2 separate regions of the Mus musculus genome follow, and region 1 is linked to region 2. A link is a contact called in public promoter capture Hi-C data. All regions are on one chromosome and are shown on one strand. The core of a region is the stretch at or near the end of the contact, and the rest is flanking DNA. Distances in the headings are between cores, read along the strand shown.

Region 1 (5,321 bases), core at 1,300-3,799, 1.4 Mb after region 2:
CTCCCTCCCTCCCCCCCCCCCCCTCTCTCTCTCTTTCTTTCTTTCTTTCTTTCTTTTTTTTTTTTTTTTTTTTTTTTGAGGCAGGGTTTCTCTGTATAGCCCTGGCTGTCCTGGAACTTACTCTAGACCAGGCTGGCCTTGAACTCAGAAATCTGCCTGCCTCTGCCTCCCAAGTGCTGGGATTAAAGGCAAGCACCACCACTGCCTGGCTAATATCTTCTTCAATTTCTTTCTTCCAAGACTCGAAGTTTTTGTCATACAGGTCTTTCCTTGGCTTTGTTAGAGTTACCTCAAGATATTTTACGTTATTTGAGGCTATTGTAAAAGGTGTTGTTTTCCCAATTTCTTTCTCAGTCCATTTGCTACTTGTAGGGGCTGCTGATTTTTAAAAGTTAAGCTTGTATCTAGTTACTTTGTTGAAAGTATTTATCAGCTGTAGGATTTCCCTTGTGGATTTTTTTGTTTGTTTGTTTTTTGTTTTGTTTTCCAAGACAGGGTTTCTCTGTGTAGCCCTGGCTGTCCCGGAATTCACTCTGCAGACCAGGATGGCCTCGAACTCAGAAATCTGCCTGCCTCTGCCTTCCAAGTGCTGGGATTAAAGGCGTGCGCCACCACGCCCGGCTCCCTTGTGGATTTTTTTTTTTTCCAGAGCTGAGGACCGAACCCAGGGCCTTGCGCTTGCTAGGCAAGCGCTCTACCACTGAGCTAAATCCCCAACCCCCTTTGTGGATTTTTTTAAGGTCACTTATGTATACTATTATATAATCTACAAACATCAATACTTTGACTATTTTTTGAAAAATAACTTGTATCCCCTTGATTTCCTTCAGTTGTCTTATTGCTCTAGGTAAAACTTCAAGTATAATAGTCAATAGATATGTAAAGAGTGGACAGCTTGTCTTCCTCCTTATTTTGGTAGAACTGCTTTGAATTTATCTCCCTTTAATTTGATGTTTGCTATCAGATTGCTTTTTTTTTGGGTTTTCAAGACAGGGTTTCTCTGTATAGCCCTGGCTGTCCTGGAACTCACTTTTGTAGACCAGGCAGGCCTTGAGCTCAGAAATTCTCTGGGGGCTGGCGAGATGGCTCAGTGGTTAAGAGCGCGACTGCTCTTCCAAAGGTCCCGAGTTCAAATCCCAGCAACCACAAGGTGGTCACAATCATCTGATGCCCTCTTCTGGAGTATCTGAGGACAGCTACAGTGTACTTACATATAATAAATAAATAAATCTTAAAAAAAAAAGAAATTCGCCTGCCTTTGCCTTTCAAATGCTGGGATTAAAGGCATTTAATTAAAGGCACCACCACTCCCGGCTTATCAGATTGCTTTATATTGCCTTTGCTATGTTTGGTATGTCTTTTGTATCCCTAGGCTCTCAAGGAGTTTTATGATAAAGAGGTGTTGGATTTTGTCAAAGGCCCTTTGTGCATCTAAAGATATGATCATGTTTTTTTTCCCCTTTTAATTTGTTTATGTGATAGATTACATTTGCTGATTTTATTTTTCTCTTTTTTAGAAGATATTTAGAAGATATTTCAAATATGAAATACAACTTTATTCTGATTCTAAATGAAAGAGTGGGAATGACAGTTACAAACAAGATTTCACCACTGACTATTGTGATGCTACGGTAGCAGTCTTATCTTTGAAATCCAGAACAACTCTGTTCCAGGGGGCTAAATACGCAAGTCCAAAAAAATGAAGGTGTATTTTAACTGCCACATTCACTCCGAAGCCCATTCATCTCCTTCAGCATCCCAATGAATTGCACGATCTCCTTTAGCTAAATAAGGTGGCACACACACTGCACCGCTGGCTGGCATCACAGGACAGTTGCCTAAAATAGACTTCTGACGCAGGGCTCCAGCTTCACTTTCTCACAGGTCATCTTCCTCATCTGGGAGAGCAGTCGTCTGAGCAACCTCTAAATCATGCTCGTACTGTGCTGCCAAAGCTGGGTCCATGACTACCTCAGGTGGGGCAAGAGCAGGCATGGCAACGAACTCCAAGTTAGGATCTCCAATGAGCTTTCTGGCAAGCCAGAAGAAAGGCTTTTCAAAGTTGTAGTTACTTCTGGCAGAAATGTCATAGTACTGAAGATTCTTCTTTCGGTGGAAGAGAATAGGTTTTGCCTTCACTTTCATGTCTTTAACATCCACTTTGTTGCCACACAATACAATGGGGATGTTTTCACACACACGCACTAGATCTTTATGCCAGCTAGGCACATTCTTGTAAGTAACTCTTGATGTTACGTCAAACATTATAATGGCACACTGGGCTTGGATGTAGTAGCCATCGCGCAGCCCCCCGAACTTCTCCTGACCGGCTGTGTCCCACACATTGAACTTGATAGGTCCTCTGTTGGTATGGAAGACTAATGTGTGCACCTCCACGCCCAGGGTGGCTACATACTCCTTCTCAAACTCTCCGGTCAAGTGGCGCTTCATGAATGTCGTCTTTCCGGTGCCGCCGTCGCCCACCAGGACGACCTTGAACTGGACCTGCGGCTCTCCCTGGGCGGCCATCGCGGCGATCCTGCCGGAGAGAGCGGCTGCTGCACGTGCGCCCTCTAAAGGCAGCGGCCGGGAAGAGCGCGCGGGAAGGCAGACTCTGTACCAGACTGTGGGGGAAGGGAAGCTGGGCACCGCCCGCCGCTGCGGTGCCCACCCGAAGGACAACCAACCCTCGTGTTGCGCTCTGCCGGGTCCTTCCAGCTACCTTCCAGGACTGATTTTCACTTACTGAACCATCTCTGCATTTCTTGGATGAAGCCTACTGAATTGTACCGAATCAAGGATTCATGACAGGGACACAGAGGAAGGCAGCTTGGCTCAGTGAACTGCCTGCCATCCTGAACAGATCTGTTAGATCTGAACTTTTCTGACAAAACTCCTTTTGCCTAAGCAACGGGCTGCACAATTTGTTTTTAGAGACAAAGGAAAAAAAAAAGGCGATCTTATGTCAAATATAAAAGAAATATAGAGCCGGGTGTGGTGGCGCACACTTTTAATTCTAGCACTCAGGAGGCAGAGGCAGGCGGATTTCTGAGTTCGAAGCCAGCCTGGTCTACAAAGTGAGTTCCAGGACAGCCAGGGCTATACAGAGAACCCTGTTTCGAAAAACCAAAAAAAAAAAAAAAAAAAAAAAGTATATATATATATATATATATATATATATATATATATATATATATGTGTGTGAAGGAATGGAAGAATTAAATGAGAGTCAGAGATTGAACTCTTGTAGAAAGCCAAGCTTGATATCATAGGTAGTAGGAAATTTTTTTTTTTTTTCAGTTACTGAAGCACTTTAATTTCTTTACACAATGACGTGTTGCTGGGGCCTAATGTTCTCACTGAACAGTAGAAAACCAAAATTTGTCATTTCTTAAAGAATTGAGTACAACAAAACCTTACATAAATTAAAGAATGAATACATTTACAGGTGTCGATGCAAACGTTCCCAACTCAAGGCAACTAACAACCGATGGTGGTCAGGAGGGAAGAAACCAGAACGGAAACTGGGTCCTAAGGCTCGGACTTTCCCACCCTGTTAGACTGGCAAGAAGGAGTGGTAACTGGTTCAGGAGCCCTTGCCAGCCTCGGGAAATCCTGGAAGTCTGCTGTTGGTTAATACCCTGCACAGATCACTCCGTGGTGCTCACAGAGATCCACCAGGCTGGGCCTTTCTCTTCCACTGCGTGTTCTCCCCAGCCCCAAGTGACCGAGCCACATGAACTAAGGACTGAATCAAGATATGCACAGGGTGTTAAACATATACCAAGGGAGCAGTTAACTTGAATACAAGGTCAAAAATCAGCAAGTTCTATGATCCAGTGCTGATATCAGATACACGCTTCAAGGACAAATTTCTTTTCAAAGGCTTATTCCAGTTTCATGAGGCTAGCATGAGGTGTGTACATTTGCCAGGGCAAATCGATACTTCAATACCAGCTCATGCAGCAGATGCCTGGCACCTGCTCAGTCCATCTAGAAGCATTTGCAGTGGACGATGGGCCCGACTCATCATACTCCTGCTTGCTGATCCACATCTGCTGGAAGGTGGACAGTGAGGTAGGATGGAGCCGCAGGTCCAGACTGAGTACTTGCGCTCAGGGGGAGCAATGATCTTAATCTTCATTGTGCTGGGTGCTAGGGCTGTGATCTCCTTCTACATCCTGTCAGCAATGCCTGGGTACATGGTGGTACCACCAGACAGCAGTGTATTGGCATACAGGTCTTTGCAGATATCCACATCACACTTCATGATGGAGTTGAAGGTGGTCTCGTAGATGCCACAGGATTCCATGCCCAGGAAGGAATGCTGGAAGAGTGCCTCCGGACACCAGAACCGCTCATTGCCAATGGTGATCACCTGCCCATCGGGCAGCTAGTAACTCTTCTCCAAGGAGGAAGATGATGCAGCAGTAGCCTTTTCTTGCTCAAAATCCAGGGCAACATAGCACAGCTTCTCCTTGTCACAATTTCCCTCTCAGCAGTGGTGGTAAAGCTGTAGCCCCGTTCAGTCAGGAATTCATGAGGTACTCTGTCAGGTCCTGGCCAACCAGGTCCAGACACAAGATGGCGTGAGGAAGGGTGTAGCTGTCATAGATGGCCACTGTGTGTGTGACCCCGTCACCAGAGTCCATGACAATGCCAGTGGTGCGCCCAGATACATACAAGGAGAGCACCTCCTACGCCCACTCCGGTGAAGTCTGCTTGACAGGCCAAGAGGCCTGGAAACACTCACGAGGCAATGAGTTTCAAGGAAACTATGCCTCCTGGAACCTTGGCATTCCCATAGCCCGTATACTCAAACCCTTTTCCCGTGTTAGTTTGGTGTATGGATCCACGTGCTCTCTTTCAGTATTGTTTTATTATAAGTGCCTTTAAGATTTGATTGCTTGACATAGCTAAGCCTTCGCCAGTGTTGCAATGTCCTAGAAAATCCTCGACGCCGAGGAGCTTGGAATTTAGTGGGAATTCAGTGAGAAGGTTACCTATTCAGTAACATTCAAATTTACTTCTAGTAGAGAAGCGTGTGTGTGGCCCCTGAGGAGCACCCAGTGCTTCCGAACGGAGCTAGAATAGCTCAGGGCTAGTCTGCAGAGTGATTATTTAGGACAGTAGCCTTAGGACACAATGGCCTAGCAAATAGGTGGGGTAACCATGAAAGAGTTAGGGAATCCCCCTGGGACAGGTTTCTTCACTAGGCCCAAAGGAACAGCATAATCAGGCATTTACTAAGAACCCCTGGTGGTGGGTTTAACAATAGACTAGCATTACACCTGGCTCCTTTCTAAGTGGTAAATGAGGCC
Region 2 (5,695 bases), core at 1,229-3,728:
AGCAGTTGAGGTTTTCCAAAGGGGCTGAGTTCAGTTCCCAACACAGAGGACAGCTCCTATGTGTTTGCAACTCCATCTTCAGGGAATTTGGTGCCCTATTCTGCCCTCTAAACACAACTACACTCAGGTGTACATACTCACACAGACATATATGTAGTTTTTAAAAAAATTAACTTGGTGTGGTGGTTTATACCATTAATCCCAGTGTTCAGGTGAAGGCAGGGGAATTTCTGAGATCAAGGCTAGCCTGGTCTACATGGCAAGTTACAGGCCAGCAGGGCCTGTCTCAAATCAACAAATATGGGCTGGAGAGGTGGCTCGGTGTTCTTGCATAGGACCTGAGGGTTTTGTTTTTGTTTGTTTGTTTTTTTGATTTTTTTTTAAAAATCATTTTATGTATATGGGTACACTGTAGCTGAACAGATGGTTGTGAGCCTTCATGTGGTTGTTTGGAATTGAATTTTTAGGACCTCTGCTTGCTCTGGTCAACTCTGCTTGCTCCAGGCCAAAGATTTATTACTACACGGTAGCTGTCTTCAGACGAACCAGAAGACTGTGCCAGATCTCATTACTAGTGGTTGTGAGCCACCATGTGGTTGCTGTGATTTGAACTCAGGAAGAGTCAGTGCTCTTAACCACTGAGCCATCTTGCCAGCCCCAGTACCTGAGTTTTGTTCACAGCACAAACAGGGCTCACAACTCCAGTCTTTGGGTATCTAACCCCTTATGACCTTTGAAGGTCCTAGGTACACACATGGAGTATTTGTGTGGATATAGGCAGGAAAAATACTTGTACACATTAAATAAATCATTTTTAAAAATTAAAAAGCAGCCGGGCGTGGTGGTGCACGCCTTTAATCCCAGCACTCTGGAGGCAGAGGCAGGCGGATTTCTGAGTTCGAGGCCAGCCTGGTCTACAGAGTGAGTTCCAGGACAGCCAGGCCTATACAGAGAAACCCTGTCTCGGAAAAAACAAACAAACAAACAAACAAAAAACAACAAAAAAAAAATTTAGAAAGCAAATGTTTGACCCAGAAAGTAAGCTAATCTGTCTCCTTGTCTACCAATCTGTCCTCCCAGACTAAATGAACAAGATGCCTTTTGAGTATACAAATGCAAGTGCAAATTTTTTTTTTTTTCCAAGACAGGGTTTCTCTGTATAGCCCTGGAACTCACTCTGTAGACCAGGGTAGCCCTGAACTCAGAAATCCACCTGCCTCTGCCTCCCAAGTGCTGGGATTAAAGACTGCCCCGCGCAAGTGTAAATTCTTACCAATCACACTGTTTAAAATAAAAAATATCTGAGCTAGGCCTAGTGGTACAGGCCTATCCTCCTACTATTCAAGGACAGAGGCAAGGACATGTCTATGAGTTTGAGGCCAGCCTGGCTACATAGTTCATAGTTCCAGGATAGCCAGGACTCATAGACCCCATTTCCCTTAAATAAAAAATAGTTATAAAATATCAGATATACACAAAGCTGGCTGTGGTAGTGCATGTCTTTAATCCCAGTACTTGGGAGACAGAGCCAGGCAGAACTCTGTGAGTTTGAATAGGAAGCTCCAGGACAGCCAGGAATAAGAGGAAAGACCCTGTCTCAACAAACAAACATATCAGTTGCATGAAAGCGGATTGTAATTCCAGCATTTGGGAGGTATAGACAGAAGGATCTGGAATTCATAGTCATTTGATAGGAAACCCTGCATCAAAACAATAAATAGATTAGGAGAGACTTGCCTATAGGCCAAGATGATGGAGGCACTTTCTTAAATGAGTTCCTCTTTCCACATGTCTAGGTTTGTGTCAAGCTGTCAAGACAAACCAGCACAAGATGTGTATTTCAATATTAAAATAAGCCCAGCACGACATATTTATACTATTTTCATAATGTTTGTATTTTTTATTATTGTATTTTGTGGCTCACACCTAAAATCTTAGCACTTTTAAAAGAAGATTTATTTATCTATTATATCTAAATACACTGTAGGTGGTCAGATCTCATTACAGATGGTTGTGACCCACCATGGGGTTGCTGGGATTTTCAGGACCTTTGGAGGAGCAATCAGTGCTCTTAACCGCTGAGCCATCTCTCCAAACAAACCCGAGTACTTTTAAGGGCAAGGGCACTGCCATGAGATTGAGACAGTGGTGGGGAACCTTGGCTGCTGCCCTTAATTCCCTGTAAGTTTTTACCAAGAGTTTTTGTTGAAACAAAAAGTGACAACTGTGGTTACTCAATCAATGCTTTAGCCCTGGAAGGGGCAGCCTCGTTAATTCTTGGATTAACCAAATGTCACCATAGCCCTTTAATCGCCTAACCACCTCACTGGCAAGTCGGCCCAGCGAAGCGCCGCTCTAGCCGGCCTGCTCGTCTCTATGGCTTTCCTGCTTCTGATTGGCGTAGTCGCGAGCGGTGCGTGATGACGTCACTACAAGGCGACGTTACTATAAGACCTCGGTCCAACCGCCTTGTCTCTCTTTGTCTCGGGCCTGAGTTCGTAGGTGAGTGTTCTGATTGTTGAGTTCGCCTTTTAGGGGTTGATGGTGTAAGGTAACGGAGCCATTCGAATCTTCATGAACATGCTGAGTAAGAGGGTGGGGCGAAGGTGGCTGGAAGTTACAACACGGTTGTGGAACAATCCCATTTTCAAGTTTTCTAAGGCGGATTTCTCTGAGAGCCGAGTTGGTGTCGCCGTGTCCCTAGCGGGGTTTTGCTGCACATGCGCCACAAGATTATTTTTTAAAACGACACTTTACTGCGCAGGCGCAGCCGGCCTAGCGAGGTCAACATGCCGGTCGCCAGAAGCTGGGTTTGTCGCAAAACCTATGTGACCCCACGGAGACCCTTCGAGAAGTCGCGTCTCGACCAGGAGCTAAAGTTGATTGGTGAGTGGCCAAAGTAGAATTTCGAATTGCGGATCCGGGAAGAGTTAGGTAGCCATGATGTCTGTCTCCCACGTGCTCGTTCTGGAGCATCCTGTGTGGCGCCAGAGGATTGCAGTTTAGTTTTGTGTTCTCTAGTCGCCATGCACATGTAGTAACCCATGGCTCTTGCCCCGCGGTCTCCTCCCAACCACGTGCAGGAGAGTATGGACTCCGGAACAAACGTGAGGTTTGGAGGGTCAAGTTTACCCTGGCCAAGATCCGTAAGGCGGCCCGGGAGCTGTTGACGCTAGACGAGAAGGATCCCCGGCGTCTGTTTGAAGGTGTGTATGAGCCTATTTTCGAAGGAGTGGTGGTTGCTGAGTGTTTTAGGGCGTGGGAGATGTGACTGAACAAGTTGGGCTAGTGGGGATTGAGACAGGGTCTTGGTGTAGATTGGCCTGGAACTCAAATGTAAGTCAGTCTTGCCATAAACTGCCAGAAATTCAGAAGTGCTGGGTATGTGTCACAAGGATTCTTATTGGTTATTTTATTTACATTTCAAATGTTATTTCTCTTCCCAGTTTCCTCTCTGCGACACCCCCCCACCCGCCCCCCAATCACACCACAAGGATTCTTTTTGAGTTTCTAGAATCTAGTTCTGTCTGCATTGGACAAATGGAGGCCAAAGACAATGGGAGTTGCACTAATGCTTTTTCTGTCTTAATACTGGATGTTTTATTTAGTTTCATGTGGTGTAAGAGGAGTAATGATTATTTTTCCATCCGGGGGACGTATTTTTGCATTTGCATCTGGGTAGCGTTTATACAATGTTAATCCAGGTTGAGCCTATATTTTAACATATTTATATTCCATACTTAGGGTTTCTTATAGGTGACTGGGCCTACATACACAGTTCATTTAACTCCTGGGAGAGTAGTCTGAGGAATAAATGTGTGCTGTTTGTGTATATATTGTTGGCCTGATGGTACTGTGTAGCTCAGATTGCCTTTGAACTGTTAGCCCTAGCTTTTCATGTTGTGAAAATGAAAATTGTTTTTAAAGTTGAGCATTAGAGCTCTTAATCTTAGGCTTAAAGGCTGGATGAAAAACTGTAAGCCTGCGTGATGCCTGTTGGTGAAAGGGTGGCACAGTGGCCATGTCAGGGTCTCAAGCCTAGGGCTCTGGGAAGAAAAGTTATCAGGCACCAGAGCTCCCTACAAAAATGAGTGAAAGCTGTAGTCCTCTACTCAGAGACTGGGGAAGTCTGAGGTCGGGCCTCATTGGCTGCTGCTCCCCCTGTCACAGGCAATGCTCTCCTGCGGCGGCTTGTTCGCATTGGGGTGCTGGACGAGGGCAAGATGAAGCTGGATTACATCCTGGGCCTGAAGATTGAGGATTTCTTGGAGAGGCGGCTGCAGACCCAGGTCTTTAAGCTGGGCCTGGCCAAATCTATTCACCATGCCCGTGTGCTCATCCGCCAACGTCACATTAGGTGAGTTGCAGCTGGGCCTGTAAATCTTTATTTCCCTACTTGTGCCGTTGGTTTCGTTAGCTAAGTTGCCATTCTATCTCCTGTGCAGCCTTTGGAGCTGACAGATGTGAGCTTACCCTTGAGGGTTCAGAATCGTGCCCTGCAAACAGCTTATGGGGGACTGGGGACAGCCTTGTTTCCCCATAGCCCAGCGCAAGGGTCACTGCGGCTCAAGCCGTACACCTTGTGAAGGTGTCTGCCAGGCACTCAAGCAGCTGGACAGGTAACAGCTCTTGGTGCCACCCCCCCTGGAGGGAGATTGGAGTCAATGTTGAGGTGACAAAGCTGTCTGTGGAGGTACAATCTAGGCCTTCATTGCTATATTTCTACTTGTTAATTTGCCAGTTGAGAATGCACCTGTCTGAAGTGACTGGGGTAAATGAAATTGCATGCTCGTTAACCCTTCTGTAAATGAGCACCAATCATGACAGCTATACAGAGTGAAGTCTCAGATTTCTTTCTCACCAGCTTTCGTTTATGGGCAGAGATGTACTCTTGTCTGAGGTGGTTTGAGACCACATGGCATTACAATGTGGACAGGAAGCAAATCAAAGCATTAGTATGGGCACTCTTGTTTTCCTTCCAAGTTACTGAGTCTGAGGTCAGGAGTGCCTGTGAGCCTGCTTGAGTCAAAGGGCAGGACCAAATGGTTCAGCCTCACTTTGTCCCCTTATTCTGTTCTTCCTGTCCAGGGTCCGCAAGCAGGTGGTGAACATCCCATCCTTCATTGTTCGCCTGGACTCTCAGAAGCACATCGACTTCTCCCTCCGTTCTCCTTATGGCGGCGGCCGTCCAGGCCGAGTGAAGAGGAAGAATGCCAAGAAAGGCCAGGGCGGGGCTGGAGCTGGTGATGATGAGGAAGAGGATTAATTAATACTTGGCTGAACTGGAGGATTGTCTAGTTTTCCAGCTGAAAAATAAAAAAGAATTGATACTTGGTTTATTGGTGTGCCTCTGTAGTGAGTGCAACTGCTCCACTACACATAGGCTGTGCTACTGTCCAACTAACCTATTTTGGTAAATGTTCCCAAGAAGGGAGACATGTTATCTGCACTGTGATACAGTGGAAAGCAAGCCATTTGGAGCCAGTCTCTAGTGAGATTGCTTTGAATACTTCTAGGGTGGCTCTTGTAAGTCATCTGCCTCAAGATGTGGTTTTGCTGAGCAGGAGATAAGCTAGTGAGATGTTTGCCTAGGGCTGCTTGAGAACTTCCCTATCTAAAGCTTTGTGTTGTCCTGGGCAGGAGCGAAGCTGGCTTCCTCATTCTCTATTTCCCTTGCCGAGAAGCTTGAGTCAGA

The links. Promoter capture Hi-C pulls out the DNA fragments that hold promoters and counts their contacts.
Region 1: a contact with region 2 is called in a promoter capture Hi-C map of hippocampal neurons, with 8 times the contacts expected there. The contact joins the promoter of Rasl2-9 here to the promoter of Rps9 in region 2. A contact is called at or near these places in 2 of 39 promoter capture datasets (hippocampal neurons and liver) and 1 of 115 datasets of contacts at active chromatin or transcription factors (astrocytes).

The regions. Positions count from the first base shown.
Region 1 is chr7:5,123,401-5,128,721 of GRCm38.p6, forward strand. It overlaps Rasl2-9 (RAS-like, family 2, locus 9), which reads right to left and starts at 2,550. Exons shown (of 1, transcript NM_009028.2): 1 at 1,542-2,550. The coding sequence starts at 2,529. The coding sequence ends at 1,879. It also overlaps the pseudogene Gm47692.
Region 2 is chr7:3,701,563-3,707,257 of GRCm38.p6, forward strand. Rps9 (ribosomal protein S9) reads left to right here and starts at 2,479. Exons shown (of 5, transcript NM_029767.2): 1 at 2,479-2,502; 2 at 2,765-2,886; 3 at 3,084-3,206; 4 at 4,171-4,357; 5 at 5,089-5,335. The coding sequence starts at 2,790. The coding sequence ends at 5,266.